Regions from separate parts of the Zea mays genome. Here region 2 is linked to region 1. The links are chromatin contacts, called in public Hi-C maps. All regions are on one chromosome and are shown on one strand. The core of a region is the stretch at or near the end of the contact, and the rest is flanking DNA. Distances in the headings are between cores, read along the strand shown.

Region 1 (4,647 bases), core at 1,543-4,042:
TTCCATTGCACTGCGGACCGTCCGGGTCTTAAGGCCGGACCGTCCGCAGTCATGACCAGAGAAGGCTGGGTTCGGGTCAGTTCCTGAATTATAGCGCGGACCGTCCGGCTGTGATGGGCGGACAGTCCGCAAGTGTCAAACATGTTTTGGACAGGGACTGTGTGATTTTGTAGATTTGTACTACGGACTGTCCGAGGGACTAGTCTGGACAGTACTGTCTTAGGTCTCGGACCGTCCGGCTTTATAGGCGGACGGTCCGTGCGTGTTAACTATTCTTGGTCCGAGGCTCGGGTGCCTCATGCTGCTAGGTCGCGGACGGTCCGGCCTTGGAAGGCGGACTGTCCGGACCCACCTTTTCTGACAGCTCTGGCAGTTTTCAAACGGGAATTATAGCCGTTATATGTACGGCGGACCGTCCGGCCCTAGGGCGCGGACCGTCCGCGTGTGCGCAGAACATGTGCTTTTTGCACATAACGGTTGGATTTTGATGGAGAGCTATAAATAGAAGGGTAGCTCGTGTGAGAGAGCTCTCTTGGCCATTCCTTGCACACATTGAGCTCATTTGTGATCCTCCAACTCACGCTCTCACACTCTTTGCTTGAGATTGCATTCTAGTGAGAGATTGAGGGTTCCTAGTGCATTTGCATCATTTGGTGATTCTTGAGGCACTAGGTGGTACACCGAGCAAGCGTCATTGACTTGTTACTCTTGGAGGTTGCCGCCTCCTAGACGGCTCGGGTGATTGTCTCCGTCGAGCTCTCCAAGAAGATTGTGGAGAAGCCGCGATGTTGATTGTGAGGGGTTCGCGCCTACCTCGCCGGAGCGACAAAGGTGACATTAGTGGAATCGAGGTATTGAGTGATTTCCTGTCCACTTGGCTCAAAGATCAAGCCGTGACTTGATAGAGGAGCAAAAGAGAGCTTAAAGTCCACCTCAATGTGGATTAGGGGTGATAGGCAAATCACCGATACCACGGGATAAATTTCGGTGTCTCTACCTTCTTGCATTACTTATTGCCTTGCAAGTAATTAGTGTTTTGCATATTGTTCCTCAAGTATTCAATCACCGTAGTTGTTTCTCATACATTGTTTACTTATTGTCACTAGAGAATTTATTCCTCTTGTTATATTGATTAAATTTACCTAGTGTTTTTGATTTTAGTCAAAACCGCCTATTCACCCCCCTCTAGCCGGTGTCCTAGATCCTACAGCAGGTCGTAGCATGAATACATAAGCCAGTGCAGGGCACATGCAAAGATGCCAATATGGCAAGCACAGGGAGGGACGAGGTATCTGAAAACAACTTGAATCCTGAATTTTTTATTTAGATCTAGAAAAACCTAGAACTGACACATAAGAAAAAGGAGAAGGTAGATAAGGGTGAGACTGTCCGCAGCCGTTGCCGCGAGCGTCCCCCTCCTCTCCGCATAGCGGTAACAAAGACACATTTTAGCGTGCATCGCTGCCCTCTTGCACTCCCTCTACGAGCTACAGTGCTAGCGGGATAAGTGAACCGCCACATCTAGGGTGCGGCAACCGGCCCCCTCATGCACTGTGCTGATCTTAGGTTTTGTGCCGACAACAGTAGAGAAAAAATTATAATGGATGATAATTGGTATATGAAATGATATTTTATGGATGTAGTGGGGTATAGGGAAGAATTTAGAGGGAACCGCTGCTGCAGGAAATGAAAATGTAGGGGTGGAATCCTAACGATGTGGCACAAAAGTGGAATATAGGGAAAGAAATTTAGGGTAACCGTTGCGGACAGTCTGACGTGACTACCGGCCAGAAGACAGCCGCCGGAAGCAAATGGGAGGCCACCAGGTCGTTGTTGGATTTCGCCAGAGGTGAGGGTGCAGAATGGAGGGGAGGTTGGGGCGAGGGAGGTGCATGGAACAGAGAGCGGGCGAGGGAGGGCCGGATCCGTGCTGCAGTCGTCGTAGCCGCTCGTGCGCATCCCCGCCGTCACCGCTCATGCGCAAGCCGCGCCGTCTTGCATTGTCACCGATGCCACTGGTCATCGTGCTCATGGATTCTTTCCACACCACCTTAGAGGGGGCTGCTTCTCGGGCCAGTGATACGGTAAAAAGCGGGAATGGACCGGACTTGAATCCTCCAATGGGTTAATCGAACATGTCTTCTACTATGGGTAGGGAACCATTCCACCGATCCACACGATTTCTTTCTCATCCCGCCGTTCCCTGCCCAAATGAATAAGGGCCCGTTTGGTTTGAGGGACTAGAGACTAAAGATTAGTCCCTCCATTTTAGTCTTATTTAGTCCCTAAATTGCCAAACGGTGTGACAAAAAATAGGACTAAACTGTTTTAGTCTCTAGCCCCTTAAGGGGTGACTAAAAGAGACTAAACCATATAAATTATACCTTTTGTCCCTCTTTTATTTCAGTTGCACTAATAGCAGGAGAATGATAAGGAGTATTTTAGTCTTCTTATGATTCATTTAGTGTGTTTTGAATAATTTTAGTCCCCAAACCAAATATGGTAAAGACTAAATTTTAGTCTTTTAATTAAACTTTAGTCCTTGGACTAAAGGAACTAAGTCTAAGCCTATAATGGCTAATTTGGAAGAAGTGGAGTCATACCTAGAGAGAAAAAACTGAACGGAGAAAGTTAAATATTTGAGAGGATTTAGGGCCTGTTTGGTTCGTAGCTAACTGCGCTACACTTTGCCTAAGTTTAGTCGTTCGAATTGAAGAACTAACCTTAGACAGAAAAGTTAGGTAAAGTGGGACAAGTTAGGTAGCGAACCACCCTTAACCTTTCAAACTTGCCATAATTTAAAAAAACGCACCGACTCCCCTACAGCCGCCAGCGATCCCAATCCCCGACTCCTCCGGCAGCCCGCAACGACTCGCGCCGCCTCCGGTCGCGCCGGGTCCAGGTAAAGCGGCTTCCATCTCCTCGGTCTCAGCGCGTCATCCCCTCCTCCTTCCTCTTCCGTTTCCCTTAGGGTTGGAGTAGACACGTCGGCTCAAGGATCCTTCGAGGTGCGTATCTTCTCCTTTTCTCCATGCTACCTTTCCCTCTCTTTTTCATGCACGATCTTTTGCGTTTCTGTGATGTGTGATGGATCAAGCCCGGGTTCTTCTGGGCGGGGTAGATACTCCTCCGATATGTGTTACGCTAGTGGTACTAGTAGATGTAATTCAACTCCAATTTTTTCGGTGTTCAATTGAACCCTTGTGCCGTTCGATGTTTACTTTGGTAATTGTTTGACTACTAAAAATAGACTACTGTTGCACTGAATATTGCATGGCGTCTTCTTCGAATAAAACTGGGTTGACTCGTCTACAGCCTCTAGATGCAGCTGACCTTTGACACTGCTCCAGTAATCCAGCGCATATGCTTCAGTGATGTGTACATGAACTTTTTGATTGGCTGTTATACTCATACCAGTTACAGATTGATCATGCCGGTAGTGAGTAGTGAAGATGGCTGATACTAATGCTCTCACCATTTGTCTGCTCATGTACTCCCAAGAATCGAGAATATTCCTTTCAGCCATCGAATCATGTTTGTGCCTATGTAGGGAAAGGAGACCTGGGTAATGCCTTGCTATACATCGTCATATGTCCCATATGAAATCGCTAGCACATCCAATCTCAGCAAGGACCCACCTTAATAGAATTTGAGCTTTAAGCTATCTTTCATAATATTGTAACTAATGGCATGCATGTTATCTTAAGTTTGGCAAGTAATTTCTGTAAGTGTGACATGGGAATTAAGTACTTTTTCTGAGTGCTAGTTCCAGATTGCAGATGGATTACGTTTCTGCAACGTTTGGTGCACTGGTGAGAGCTGTCTCATTGAGTCACCAGGTCACGGGTTCGAATCAGTCTCTCCACATTTGCACATTTGCGAGAGAAGGCTTGCTTTGGTTTATCCTTTTTTCAGACCCCTCTCATGTGGGAGCCTCCAACACTGGGTCGGGATTGCCCTTTAATGATCTTAGATGTGATGATTAATTTGATTCTGGACCCCTCATCTCGTAAATCTTAATTTACAAGCGAAATTTTGCTCCAATGCGTCTATTGAAATTGATTTTTGGAAGATGTTGAGTTATTCACAGTGCGATGTTCATGTCAGCTTTACTCCACTTAAGCCAACTACCCAGGAAACCACCAAATCACCATGTTATTTAAGAGGTTTTATTTAGGTAGTTGTAGCCCAGCTTAAGCTTATGTGCAGAACATACTAAACCTCATTTTTTGTAAGTGATTTTGAAAAGAGATTACTTTGAAAACTTTAAACCTCATTTCCGTTATCTGATTTTGAAAAGAGATTATTATGAAAACTTTAAATATGCCTTTGCTATCTGTAACAGAGTAATGGAAAGTCAACCATCAAACTAAATTGTTTTTTCCATCATCAAAGCAATTTGCAATATCCGTAACCTGTTTGACCAATACTGGCAGGGACTGACTGGTTGTGCAAATACCTACTTTTAAATTATTGAAAGTGGGAGCATGAAAGGTAATTTTGCGGTCCTGTCATGCATTATAGGGAACTAGGGACAACGTTAATAGATGTTGTGATTTTTTTAAGAAAAGTAAATCTTGTCTACCTTGCTGTTTACCAGTTGCTGTTTATTCTTTGAGGATACGCTCCCTTTTGATTTCACTTGTT
Region 2 (4,647 bases), core at 1,016-3,515, 650 kb after region 1:
CAACTGAAGTTCCATAGAAAATAAATATAACACTGAGATGGATGTAGATTGATGTTAAAACTATGCAATAGTAGATAAGGATTGATGAGATAGATAACAGAGCCGATAGTAGAATCGATGTATGATATGCCATGATGCGGCAGTAGTTACAACGATTCAATGGAATGAGGCCACATAATAGCTACTCCCTCCGTTTCTTTTTATTTGTCGCTGGATAGTGCAAAACTACACTATCCAGCGACAAATAAAAAGAAACGGAGGGAGTACCTGGTATCGTCGATCACATGTAGAGCACATGAAGGAGTACTAACACACAAGCTACTTATGATGGGAATCGTTCACCATCATTAGCAGATAGCTGATATGGTTGCCAATTGTTGGGCGATGAAACTTCAATTGGTGTGTAGCAAAACATGTGTATCATGAATATATGTGCACATTCGATTTTCTCAACTGACTCGATTCTGCATGTGCATCCTTTTACATGTATGAATTCATAATTGCATAGATACTCGATATTAAGTTTGAAAAGATTTTCCACCACTCACTTGTTGCAAGACCGGTGGGGAGTATCACACAATCCCGAGTCATGACCACTTTGCATGCTCAACTAGTTTGGTTTATTCTACAGTAGTAGAATAAAAAACATTCAGCTAGATTTTAAATGTCAAAATCGATGTGAGTGTCCCTATTATATATTCTGAATTTATTTAAGGAAGAAACATCATTGTTCATTTACTGGTGAATGATGCGTCAGCTAACAATATGTGTTTACAGTGTCTTTCTCATCATTAGTAAGCTCTGCTGATTTAGGTCTGTTTGAAAGCGTCAAGCTTTTTTTTAGAAACTGATTGATAGACTGTGTTTAGTAATTTAGGGACTATAAGGAACTAAAAAAGAGGGACTAAAGTTTAGTCCCATGGAATCAAACATACCCAACTCCATTTAATACGAGGTTTATGAGGGATCTTTAGAGGGTTAGTTAAAAAAATACAAGAGACAGACTCTTTGCGAAGAGCCCGTCTCCACACGACTCTCTATGCATGCTGTTTATTAACTGCCGTATGGTCTAGAAGTTCATGGTTGTATCATAGAGTCTCTTAAGTGTCTCTTGTAATTAGAAAACTGAATCACCGTCTCAAGGCTGTACATACCCTAAATCATTCTCAGTGGGAGTTTCATTCCTATTAAATGACATGCCACCTAAGCAAAACACAATTACATGATATGCAAGTTTTATAGGAGATGAGAGTGTTTCATGGAGATGAAACCTAAATACACTGTTTTCTAGACAAATGTTGATTGTGAAGACTTGAAAATAGCGTGATGAAACCATCTATTGAGAATGACATAGTGTTCCATCTCGTTGAAACCTAGAATATTGGATTTTTGAGTTAAATGCATGAGTCTCTTTTGAATTTATCAAAAGGAAGATATTTAGACCCTGTTTGGAATTGATTCAACTTCATAAAATTTGGTGATACATGTCATTAGAAGCTTTAGAAAATCGTGAAGTTGGAGATACAAACTTTTAAAAGACATTTAAATAAGTTATTTTGTTTTTATTTAGATTAAAGATATTTTTAACCGCTTTAAAATATATTATGAACTATAATTTTAACCTGAAGCTGTAACCTAGAGCAGTGCCAAACACGTCCTTAAAATTGTTAAGTAGTGCACCGTCGCTATAGTTAAAAAATGAACATGTGATGCACAATTTTTACAAATTTAATAATGTGTGGACATTACTTGACATGTTTAAGATATAGAAATATATTTTAAAAGTTCATGAAACGTAGGTTAAGATATAGAAATGTATTTTTAAAGTTCATGAACTTAGGTTCCTTGACAAGTTTATAGACCATTAATGTATTTAACTCTTGAATTTTTGATATGACAATCCATCTACTACTGTTGTTATTAGAGTTATTTGTAATTTTTCCATTATTATTTATGTGTCTCGCTAGTTGCCATTGGACCTAAAGTATAGACATAGCACATAGATGGTTCTACAACCGGGTAACAACAGGAGAGAGTCCAAATCGAGAGTGACAAAATAGTAATGTTTTTGTTGTTTACCGCAAGAATTAATTAAATTATAATAATGATTTTTTTTGAAACTTAAAAAAACTGAGGCGAAAAGGAAAGCATCACGGAAACGTGACCCTCGCCGTTTACGAACAAATCGCCGACCCGTCTCCTGCTCTCTCCCAATTTCAGTCAGTTCGCTCCGCTCCCACATGCCTCCTCCGCCTCCCTCTCGCCGTCCCGGCATACCCAATCCCTAGGCACCCCGCCGAAACCCTAGATTCTCCTCTCCTGCTCCGATGGCTGGGGCAGCGGCGTCCCCCGTGGCGGCCCACGTGGTGGAACGGTTCCGCTCGCGGCTGCGCGAGGAAGCGGGCAGCGGGGAGCCGGGCGCCTCCGCGGTCGTGCGCTTGTACGCGGAGGCGCTCCGCGAGCTTACCTTCAACTGCAAGCCGGTCATCACCGAGCTCACCATCGTCGCAGGCCAGCACGCCGCGCTCGCCGCCGGGGGAATCGCCGGCGCCGTCTGCGCCCGCGTCGCCGAGGTCATTCTGCTGCTCTTTGCTACCCCCCATGACTGTTACTCTTGTTTTCCAGTTAAGGCGGCCCGCGTTATGATTTTTGGGGCATAAGGAAGCTTGGTCTTGGAGCGTCGAGTAGTCTGGCGCTCACATGGTTTTGGAGGTTGTTGTGCTTGTTGTGAAATGTGGATTGCTTGGCTTTGTTGTTGAATGTGAGAATTCCCATAAAATGGACGGGAGACTTTTTATTTGTAGGTTTTACAATAGCGTCAGTTTGTACAAGATCATTCCTTTTTGTGAGAAGCGATGTACGTTCAGTATGTTTGCTCTGATTGCTGTTTACAGTTCTGGTAGCATATTTAGATCCTGGGGTTTAGAATCTTTGTGGAACTTTGTAGATCAATTGGTGCTTGCCATTTTAATTTTTCTTAAAATTCCTGCTCAAAACTAGTAGGATGCTGACATACATGCATGAAATATGTAGCAACAGAGTAAACAGTTGAGCTTAAGAGTGTATGAGCACTGCATTGGAGAAAATAGTCGCTATGACTGATAAACTTCCTTTTTGATCGGAAGTTGAGAGTTATCCTATCGAATTGAGATAAACCTTAAACAATGTTATAGATAAATGCGTCATGTGTTACACTGGTTCTTATTTTGACTTACATACGAAAAGAGTTCAGAATTTTGGGTTTATTATTGCTTATTAGGATAGTTGTGAACTAAGTCAGTTACCTGTTTACTTGTTCTGTATGGTGTGGTAGATTTGGTTTTGTTTAGAAATATCTTGTAATTTTCTGGCTGCTTTTCTTGAAGATAAGACATACAAGTCTTCAATTTTAAATGGAAACAATATGGGAACTAATCATAAGAGCGAGGATTAAGCTACTAGTGGGTTTGCAGTTTTTCTTTCAGAACTGCAGGCTGTTTGAGTTTGTTCATCAACCAGTTTTTTTTCATATGCATGATTTTTAATTAATTACGACTTTCAAAGTTCTTTTGTGTGATGATTGTTCTTCTGCGATATTCTTGCAGGTGCCACCTGATCAGATATTACCATCTTTGTATCTGCTAGATAGTATTGTGAAGAACATAGGTGGGGAATATGTAGAGCATTTTGCAATTAGGTTGCAAAGTGTATTTGTTGATGCATACTACAGAGTTCATCCAAACCAGTATGCTTCAATGAGGCGCCTCTTTCGTACCTGGTGGCCAGTGTTTCCTTCTTCTGTGCTTCACAGCATTGAGGATGACCTTCAATTTTCGCCCTCAGAGAATAACCGTCCCACCACATCGACAAATGTGCATCAAACAGAGTCGTTATCTCCTAGACCATCTCATGGCATACATGTAAATCCTAAATACCTAGAAGCACAACATAAGTTCAAGCGGGTCAATGTGGTAAGACTTTGTTAACATCATGTATATATATGAGAATCACTGTTGTATTTATTTTGGTTCAAGCATGATAATTGTAGTCTAATGACTGTTAATAATTTGTTGTATTGTTGCACCTGTTGCATTCTGTAACAGTCTATGCGATTTAAGTTAACTTTAAATTTATTGACGATGTTTGTCCACTTTATTTCCTTAAAATTCAGGCGCACCAGTCAGCAGCTCAGGACACTAGGCAAATGTCTGATGTGCAGGAGGATCTGATAAATGGACTAACATCGAATAGTTCACAAGGACGGCCTTCAGTGTTTCAGGTATTCAGATTGTCTCTTCCCTTATCGTTCTTGTCATTTTTGCAACCACTATCCAATTTCAAGCCTGGCTTGCATGTAAAAAACTGTCTTCTGATTCTTTTGCTCCCCTTATTGGCCGAGAAAGGAAAAACGTTTTTTTGTCTTAATCTTTTTGGGGAAATACTCAATTTATTTAAGATACTGGTTCTGGTTACTGATTGCTTCTTCCAAAAGTTCCTACAACTTGGTTCCTTCCAAGAGTTCCTATGACTCGGTTCCTTCCAAGAGTTCCTATGACTCAGTTCCTTCCAAGAGTTCCTATGACTCGGTTCCTTCCAAGAGTTCCTACAACTCTACCTGGTTTAGTATTCTTGATAACAAACAATCCCACACCAAAGCACATGGCTAAG

The links. A called contact is a pair of places that touch in the nucleus more often than the background predicts.
Region 2: a contact with region 1 is called in a Hi-C map of ear, with 2.0 times the contacts expected there. The contact joins the promoter of LOC100280286 here to the promoter of LOC100273685 in region 1. A contact is called at or near these places in 3 of 25 Hi-C or Micro-C datasets (bundle sheath, ear and tassel).

What each region holds. Positions count from the first base shown.
Region 1 is chr10:58,521,466-58,526,112 of Zm-B73-REFERENCE-NAM-5.0, forward strand. LOC100273685 (nuclear transcription factor Y subunit C-2) reads left to right here and starts at 2,793. Exons shown (of 2, transcript NM_001148097.1): 1 at 2,793-3,008.
Region 2 is chr10:59,169,737-59,174,383 of Zm-B73-REFERENCE-NAM-5.0, forward strand. LOC100280286 reads left to right here and starts at 2,266. Exons shown (of 6, transcript NM_001153214.1): 1 at 2,266-2,573; 2 at 3,585-3,950; 3 at 4,151-4,258. The coding sequence starts at 2,328.